2 separate regions of the Sus scrofa genome follow, and region 2 is linked to region 1. A link is a contact called in public Hi-C data. All regions are on one chromosome and are shown on one strand. The core of a region is the stretch at or near the end of the contact, and the rest is flanking DNA. Distances in the headings are between cores, read along the strand shown. Region 1 holds the start of LOC100523131 (short transient receptor potential channel 2-like). Region 2 holds the start of FOLR1 (folate receptor 1).

The links. A called contact is a pair of places that touch in the nucleus more often than the background predicts.
Region 2: a contact with region 1 is called in a Hi-C map of liver, with 5 times the contacts expected there. The contact joins the promoter of FOLR1 here to the promoter of LOC100523131 in region 1. A contact is called at or near these places in 2 of 47 Hi-C or Micro-C datasets (epiblast stem cells and liver) and 1 of 2 datasets of contacts at active chromatin or transcription factors (alveolar macrophages).

Annotation. Positions count from the first base shown.
Region 1 is chr9:6,486,548-6,491,099 of Sscrofa11.1, reverse strand. LOC100523131 (short transient receptor potential channel 2-like) reads left to right here and starts at 2,393. Exons shown (of 25, transcript XM_021062471.1): 1 at 2,393-2,966. It overlaps RNF121 (RING finger protein 121), which reads right to left and starts at 2,344. Exons shown (of 9, transcript XM_003129616.4): 1 at 2,218-2,344. The coding sequence starts at 2,280.
Region 2 is chr9:6,744,010-6,748,561 of Sscrofa11.1, reverse strand. FOLR1 (folate receptor 1) reads right to left here and starts at 2,485. Exons shown (of 5, transcript NM_213830.1): 1 at 2,432-2,485; 2 at 1,198-1,620. The coding sequence starts at 1,344.

The DNA of each region.
Region 1 (4,552 bases), core at 1,144-3,643:
GTCTCCTGGGCCCCACTGAATTTGCTGCCATGACAGCAGTTATCCAGCACTGCAGTGGCCGTATGCATGTCTCTTCTCTAAACCACAAACTGGTAAAGACCCTATCTTCCTCATCTGTGAATTCCCAGTGCATAATACCCAGCAGAGCCCCATAATTACAAATCAAAGGATGGATTCCACCTCTCTTTCTCGGGTTCAGGCTGCTAAGAAACAGCACAGGGACATTTGTAGAAACTCACAAACTAGGGTCTGCCAGTTTTGTTTGTTTGGAGGGTGAGCTTGAAGAGATGACTGTTCCTGCTTCTCAGTGGCTTTCTTTCTTTCTTTCTTTTTTTTTTCTCAGTGGCTTTCTTAAACACACAAGGAAAAGGTCAGAATCCGTCCATACAGAATTTCCAGATGACACATGGTATTTCTCAGTAAATGAAACAAGGAACAGAGGTTTCTGGGATTAATGCTAGTGGTTACATAGAAACCTGATCTCCAGGCATGACACTCTGGAAGTATGATTATGCTACTAGAAGCTCTTCAATAAGGGACGAAGAGCCAAGACTCGAAAACCAAGAACGTCTAGCATTGGAACTGAAGTTCTTTTCTCCTTTGCCAAAACGTTGGCTCTTTATCGCCATGAACCTGAGATATGTGACTGAAATCAAGCCCCCTCAAAGGGAGTGCCCGTGACTAACAAACCAGATACAAGAACTTCAATGCAGTACTTACCTTTTCCAAGGCACTTTTGAATACATCTCACTGACCTGCAGCCAACCATCACAGAAACTTACAGCTGAGAGGGGCCTCGGAGGTCATTTCCACAACGAGCCCACCTCACCGACCCTGTGAGGTCTTTAATGACTCAAAGATATGGGTCTAAAGTGCTTCTTTAAAAATCTCCCCCTGCTCTCACCGCTTGTCAGTTTCTCAGTCTCCTCCTTCCCGATCCCCACCAAGTAAACCCAAATCTCCGCATCATCCACCAGCAAACAACAGTCTTTGCTTCTCAAGTCCACTTCTACTCCCTTTCTCCCGGCTGCTTCCCCGTGTCCCCAACCCGGCCCCCACACTCAGCCAGAGCCTCTAAGATTCTGATCCCTCAAAGCTCCCACTGGCTCCACGCCCCACAATCAATCCCCTTCTCCTCCTCCTCCTGCCTCTGTCCGTACGCTGTCTTGTGCAAGACCACAAGCACCCCTAGCCAGGAATGCTCCTTTGGCCTCGCAATCTTCTCCCTCTCCTTTCTCCACTTCCCTCTCTGCTTCTCAGCGCTGTCCCTTCATTCCCTTCAAACCAACGTCTCCTTCCTCCCAGGGGTTTCCTTCAAGGACCACTGGTAATTAACCACACCAGTTGTTAAATGTCTGCTATGTAGGAAAAGGGGACACAGACCCTCAGGAGCTCACGCTGGAAGCAGGCGTAAGTCTACAGGAGAAAGAGAGAGCCAGAGAATCACTTATCCCTTAAGCTCCTCTCCCCTGGGAAGCGGTTCCTGGCCCCAAGTGAACTGGTCCCCTCTTCTCAGTGCCAACAGTACACCTCTGATGCAATGACGACTAGTGTGTGTCTCTCACCTTCGGACTGTGGACTCTCCAATGGGAGGTCCCTCGTGTCCGTAGCACTCAGCCCAGGACTCGGCACAAAGATGATACTTAATGTTTGTTAAGTGAGTGAATGAATGAATTCCGCGCTATAATCGTTTACTCATCCATTCGTGGACCAAAACTTTACTGTGCCCACATTGTGTACAAAGTTCTAGAACACAGAGAGCTCTTACATAAAAATAACTCCAAGCTACAGTCCTAGTGGATCCGCACTCTTCCCGGGGCGCGTCCCCACCCCCGACTCCAAACCTCTCGCCCAAGAAGACTCCACTTCCTCGAAGTCCACGCCCCTCCAACTCAAACCACCTGGCAGCCCTTTTGCCGCCCCAGGACCCCCAGCTAGTAACCTCGATTCTTAACACCCCCACCTCTCCGACTCCTCTCCCCGCTCTCCATCGCTACCCCTGTACCGCAAGCCTTCCACCTCATGACCGCCTCCGAGCCCCTGAGTCCAGGAGTCGAGGGTACCTCAGATTTCCCTCTCCGCGCACCCGCTCTCCAGTCGGCTCCTTTCCTCTCAGGATCCCAGCTCTCCTAGGACCCCTCACTCCCGATGCCGCCTCTCCCCTCCCTTAACTTTCGGGTTGAGTCTCTCCTCTTCTTGACTCTCAACTCTTCTTACCTCGTCCAGCTCCCGTTCCCCGGCAGCACCTGCTCCAACATCCACCTCCACCACTGCCGCCATCTTCAGAGCTCTCCCCTCCCCCCAGGCCCCGCGCGAGCCAGCTGCTTCCGCCGCTCAAGTGCTCTCAGCCAATCGGCGGCGCGGGCTCTGGCAGAGGGGGCGGGGCACCAAGAGAGGCGGAGACCTGACGAGAACTAAGAGACCGTCTACCTGCTACCCATTTAAAGGTCAAGAAGGATTGGAGCCCGTGCTCGTCTGGCTTCGGCGGGCGACGTTTCTTGCAAAATGAGAAATTGGGCTTGTACTATTTTCGGGGAAAATATTTCACCAATTTTCCCCTTTGGAGAGCCAAAGAAAAGGGTCCCTAAACCGTCCACTTTTGCGACGCTCCCTCACTCTGGGCCGCAGGACTGAAGCGTGGAGACTAAGGACTACGTTTCCCAGAATGCCTGGAAGCTAACCCGGAAGTTTAAATTTTGCTCTCTAGACAGGAGATTTGTAGTGAAATATACATAAACCACACGGATGTATTTTACTGGCTGTAGCATATGCCTCCTCCCCTCGGCGGGACTCGTTTTCCAGAAACTGCGGCTTCTTGAGGCCCCAGAACGAATTTCCGGGCGCAAGAGGTGGAAGAGTGGTGCTGGGGGTCAGGAGGCGGAGGTCAGAGGACAAAATTGGCGGGAGAATGGCTTCGTGGTCCACGATCTGAAGCAGCTGCGGCTCTTCGAGGTCCATTATCCCGGGTGAGGGGCGTTGGAGGTTGTTGATGGGAAGGGGAGTGGACGAAAGGGAGGGAGTGGGCAAAACAGCGGGTTCCGAGGAGTCTGGGAGGTAGCCGCGTGGCTTAGGCTTCTGAAAGCTGAGCACCGAAGAGCCTTGCGGGAACCTCCACAGCCCCCCAACTGCTTCTTAGGCTCTCACGCCCCGGGATCCACTTCACACACGTCTCCGTACTCTTTCCTACGCCCACAGTCTGCGTCCCCAGCTACTGTCTATTCTCTATGCTGCACTCCAGCTTCCTAACTCATTTCCAACACCCTGTTATTTGTGCATGGGAAACCAATACCTCGCAAGCCTGTGGTCCCTGCTCACACGCTCCCAGGACGCCCACGGATAGGGCCAGGATGTCGTGTGGGCTCACAGAGTATTAGGACAATCAACTTTATCTGGGACCAACGGGAAGTTACAGAGTACTGTTTACACCGCGTACAGGCATCTCATCTATTTTAAATGGGAATTACACTTACGTGAAACTTAATACAGAGACTGTTAGTAACACTGTATACTCATCACCCCAAATTGACAACCGACATCACGATCTGTATCCTCTTTTTTTTTTTTAATGATACAATGAGAGAGAAAATTTGAACTTACCTGTGTCTTCTACTGTCAGACTCATTACCCTTTTTTCCTCCCCAGAAGCAACTACTATAATTAGCTGTGTATTTTCCTCACCTGTTGAAAACAATCATGTGTACTTACCGGCAGTATTTTTATCATTTTCTTTTTCAACGAACATAAGTGCTGTTTTTCTACGTATCATTCTATAACTTATTCTTTAACTTATTTTTTGAAGGCTCTCCATGTTTACATATATTTACATCTAATTTATTCCTTTTAACTATTATATAACATTTCATTGAATGATACGCATTTCATTTACCCATTCCTCAACTAATGGACATTAGAGTTTTGTGCTTTTTGCTATTAGAAACATTATGCGTATCTTTTTGTGCATGTGTGAGTCCCTCTAGAGCTGCACTGTTTAAATAAATTAACCAGGAGGCGGGAGGCTTGTGGCTACTCTTGTACTATAGCTAGTCAGACTAGCTATATAGATATATATATAGATATATATCTATATAGATGTGCTGGAAATGTTTAGAAAAGGGCCCGTTTCACCATATTATTGCTAATCCTTAATGTTGTAGACTTTTATATATTGTCCAGTCTTAGAGGAACAGGTATATACAATTTCCTTATTATCAATGAAGCTGAGGACTTTTTTTATTTGGACTTTCGGTCATGCCACGTTCATCTTATGTGAATTGTATGTTTATATCATCTCTCCAGTTTTATATTGGACTGCTTGCCCTTTCCTTACTGATTCATAGTATTAAAAAAAAAAAAATTCTAGGAGCTCCTGTTGTGGCTCAGCAGTAATGAACTTGACTAGTATCCATGAGAACGTAGGTTTGATCCCTGGCCCGCTCAGTGGGTTAAGGATCTGGGTTGCCGTGAGCTGTGGTGTAGGCTAGAAAGTGTAGATCCAATTTGACCCCTAGCCTGGGAACTTCCATATGCTGCAGGCGCAGCCCTAAAAAGCAAA
Region 2 (4,552 bases), core at 1,236-3,735, 260 kb before region 1:
GCACCATCTCTTGGCAAAGAAGTGCTGTGGAGGGTTCTTTAAAGCCCCCCTTAGAACTTAAAACGTTCTAAAAATGAAGCGGTGGGTACAGACTTTCCGTTTTGGAAGATGAAAATGTTCTAGAAATGGATGGAGGTGATGTTTGCATGGCAGTGTGCATCTGCCTAATGGCACAAACGGTACACTTAGAAATGCTTACATGGTGAATTTTATGTTATAGTTATTTTAACACATACACACACACACACCCCCAGAACAAATGAACTGTGGGAAATGACTCAGAGGTCAAGGGCTGCTGGACTTCCCTCTCTTGGCTTGGAGCCCCTGGAGGCAGCCTGTGCCACACAGCATTGCCCTGGGCATACCCCGGCCCCCCGGCAATGTAAAGACTGGTGCGGAGCAGACGAGGGGACCAGAGAGAATGAAAGAGCCTCATTTCTGATGAGCCTGGGGTTCGACTTGAAGCCCAGATTCCCTGGCTGCTTCAGGGGCCCTCCCTATGAAACGGGAACCCAGGCTTCTCCTCCCCTTCTCCATGGTAGCAGCATCCTTGGCTCTGGCCACACTAGACTTGCCACTGCTCGTGCTGTCACCCCTCGTCCGAGGACCTGCTGTCCTCTGCCAGGCTGCCTTTTCCTGCTTTGTCTTCCTGGAAAACTCTTACTCAGCCTCCATGGCCCAGGCCAGTGGCCCTCCTTGGAGGTCCTCGCAGCCTGTCTGACGTGTCACTGACTCTTCAGAACCTGATGGGGGTGGGGACCTGGCCTGTGGGTAGATACTTGTTGCATCATGACCGTGAGGGACCTGCCTCTTCTTCTACCTGGACTTTGAGCTCCGTGGACTGGCACAGCATGAAAGTTGGGAAAGGTGCCACCAGCCCCTCTCCTGGCGCCTGCCTATCCCCAGCCTCTGTTCCCACGTGTCCCTGTGCACTCTCTGGCCAGTGTCCTCATTTGTCAAGCGCTTTGGGCATATTTACCAACAAGATGGGAGGAAAACACTTGGCCCGTAGTGGGTGCTTGATCAATAGTCCCCGCGTTAGTGTCGCCGTGGTGGCCTCCTGGGAGAGGGCCACCAAGATCACCTCAGCCACCCTCCTGCCTCCATCACCCCCAAAGCTGCTCTTTCCAACCCCCTGCCTTCTTCCCTTTTGGGGGCCAGCCCCCTCCCCAACCCCAGGCCCTTCTCCCTCCTCACCTGGTCGTGCAGCTTGTCCTCCGGGCTTGGCTTTGGCTTGTGGTGCTTGGCATCCATGCAGACATTGAGCATGTCCGACTTGGCCCGGGCGCCCCCCACAGCAGCCACCAAACCCAGGAGCACGAAGAGCGTCAGCCGCCAGGCCATGTTGATCCACTTCTGCCAGAAAGCTGCCGTAAGCTTCTTGGCCAGATTTCCTGTTTCCCTTCCAAGCCCAGATCGTCGTCCCTCCCCGCGCCGCTTACCCCACAGCACAGTGGAGCCAAGCGATGAAGGGCCCGTGGAGGTCTGTGCCAAGTGGTAGGACACCACTGCCACCTGAGGACAGTGCAGTCTGAGCTTTGCTGCGGGGGGAGGCACCACCTCTCCGGACCTCCCCTTCCGGAGTTCGCCAGCCAGTGCTTCACCCACAGGCAGAGGCTCCTGCATAAGAGGAACCACAGAGGGAGTTCCCTTCGTGACTCAGTGGTTAACAAACCACACTAGTATCCATGAGGATGCGGGTGTGATCCCTGGCCTCGCTCCGTGGGTTAAGGATCTGGCGTTGCCCTGAGCTGTGGTGCAGGTCATAGATGCGGCTTGGATCTGGCGTTGCCGTGGCAGTGGTGTAGGCTGGTGGCTGTAGCTCCGATTCAACTCCTAGCTGTAGAAGTTCCATAGCAAAAAAAAAAGAGGAACCACCGGCTGACCTCTGCTGAGCTGCTGATGGGGTTGCAGACTGAGAGGAGGGGCGCTGGCCGGCCTCTGCTTCTGCTTCCTCAGCCCTCCCGCCAGCCCAAGGCAGCTTAGGTTTAGGTACCCAGAGACTGGCTGGTGAGGCAGACAGGGAAGCTGACGGGGCGGGGGTTGGGGGGGGGGGGCGATGTGAAGGCCATTCAGCCATTGGGTTCTTGCTTAAGGTCCTGGACCACATGCCAGGGGAGCCTGGAGGAGGGGGAGGGGTATGTGGAAAGCCCGTGAGAGCGCAGATCCCCAGGGGCAGCCCCCAGCCCCTGCATCTTCCCACCCCCACGGAGGGGTCTTGGGAAGTTCCCAGGGCAGAGCCAGGCCTAGACAAAGCGGAGGCCGGGGGGTCAGGGTCACATGGAGGAGAAACTGAGCCCGAGCTGTGGGGGTGGGGGCACCAGAGCCAGAGTCCGCAGAGAAAGCAGGATCCCCGGAGACCAGGGGAGCCCTACCTTGCTTCTCACCTCCTACCTCCCATCCGCACCTTTCCTCCCGGTCCTGCCCTTACCTCTGCCTCGGCCCTCCTGGAGGCCCACCTGGAGGCCCACTCGGAAGCAGTGTCTCCCTGACTCGTCACACCCTTTTCTAAGTCATCCTGACCCGGCCTCTGTCAGGGCAGGCCGCGTCTTTGTCTAGGAAACAGCTTGTCTTTCAGTTTCAGGCCAGTTAAAGAAATATAGTCCTACACCCCATGAGATTTAACCTGGTGAAAAAGAATGAGAAGGCCCTTGATAAATGAAAATGCAAAACTTTCCAAGTGTATTGTTAAGTGAGAGAAGGAAGGTGTGTGCATTTCTGGTCAATTACACCACAACAAAAGAGAGGCAGGAGGAGACGCTGTAGAAAAAACAGTCTCTCCGGTCAAGTCAAGTCACAGCGCAGCGGAAACCAGTCCGACTAGGAACCAAGAGGTTGCAGGTTGGATCCCTGGCCTCGCTCAGTGGGTTAAGGATCCGGCATTTGTCACGAGCTGTGGTGTAGGTCGCAGATGTGGCTTGGATCCTCCATTGTTGTGGCTGTGGTGTAGGCTGGCAGCAAGAGCTCCCATTGGACCCCTACCCTGGGAACCTCCATATGCTGCAGGTGCGGCCCTGAGAAGGAAAACAAACAAAAACAAACAAAAAAAAACACAGCCTCCTCAATAAGTAGTGCTGGGAAAATTGGACAGCTGCATGTAAAAGAATGAAATTGGAACATTGTCTAACACAATATATGAAAAGAAACTCAAGGAATTCCTGTTGTGGCTCAGGAGTAATGAACTCAACTAGTATGCATGAGGACGCAGGTTCAATCCCTGGCCTTGCTCAGTGAGTTAAGGATCTGGTGTTGGGAGTTGCTGTCGTGGCTCAGGGGTTAACGAATCCAACTAGGAACCATGAGGTTGCAGGTTTGAGCCCTGGCCTTGCTCAGTGGGTTAAGGATCCAGTGTTGCCGTGAGCTGTGGTGTGGGTCGCAGACGTGGCTCAGACCCCTCGTTGCTGTGGCTCTGGTGTAGGCCAGCGGATGCAGCTCCGATTCAACCCCTAGCCTGGGAACCTCCATGTGCCGCGGGAGCGGCCCTAGGAAAGGCAAAAAGACAAAAAAAAAAAGGATCTAGTGTTGCTGTGAACTGCAGTCTAGGCTGGCAGCTGCAGCTCAGATTCGACCCCTAGCCTGAAAACTTCCGTATGCCACAGGTACAGCCCTAAAGAAAGAAAAAAAAAAAAAACTCAAAATGGATGAAAGACCTAAATGTAAGACCAGAAACCATGAAACTCTTAAGAGGAAAACACAGGCTTAATACTCTGTGACGTAAGTCACAGCAATATTGTTTTGAATCTGTCACCTAAAGCGAAAGAAAAAAAAAATCAAGAATAAACAAATCGGAGCTAAACTTAAAAGCTTTTGCACAGGGAAGGTTTCATTTCAATAAAATAAAAGGACATCCTACTGAATGGGAGAAGATATTTGCAAATGATATGACTGATAAGAAATTAATATCCAAAATATAGAAAGAGCTCATACAGTTTCACATGAACAAAACAAACAACCAGCCTGAAAAATGAGCAAAAGACCTCAACAGACGTTTCTTTAAAGGAAACATGCAGACGGCCCTTGAAAAGATGCTCAGCCTCACTAATCCTCAGGGAATATAAATCAAAACCACAGTGAGGTATCACCTCACACCTATCAGAATGGCCATCAAAAAACACAAGTAGCAAATGTTGATGAAGATACAGAGAAAAAGGAACCCTCATTCCCTTTGGTGGCAATGTAAATTGTGTAGCCACTTTGGAAAACTGTATGGAGGTTTCTCAAAAAATTGAAAATAGAACTAGCATATGACCGAGTAATTCCTCTCCTGGGTATACATCTGAAAAAAACAAAAACACTAATTCAAAAAGATTCATGCGTGCCAATATTCGTGGCAGCATTGTTTATAATTACCAAGCTATGAAAGTAACCTTAGTGTCCATCGAGAACTAAATGGATAAAGAAGATGTGGGGTGTGTGTGTGAGTATATGTGTGTAATGGAATACTACTCAGCCATAAAAAATGACATTTTGTCATTTGCAACAACATGGATGGACTTGGAGGGTATTATGTTAAGTGAAGCAAGCTAGACAGACAAAGACAAATACTCTATGA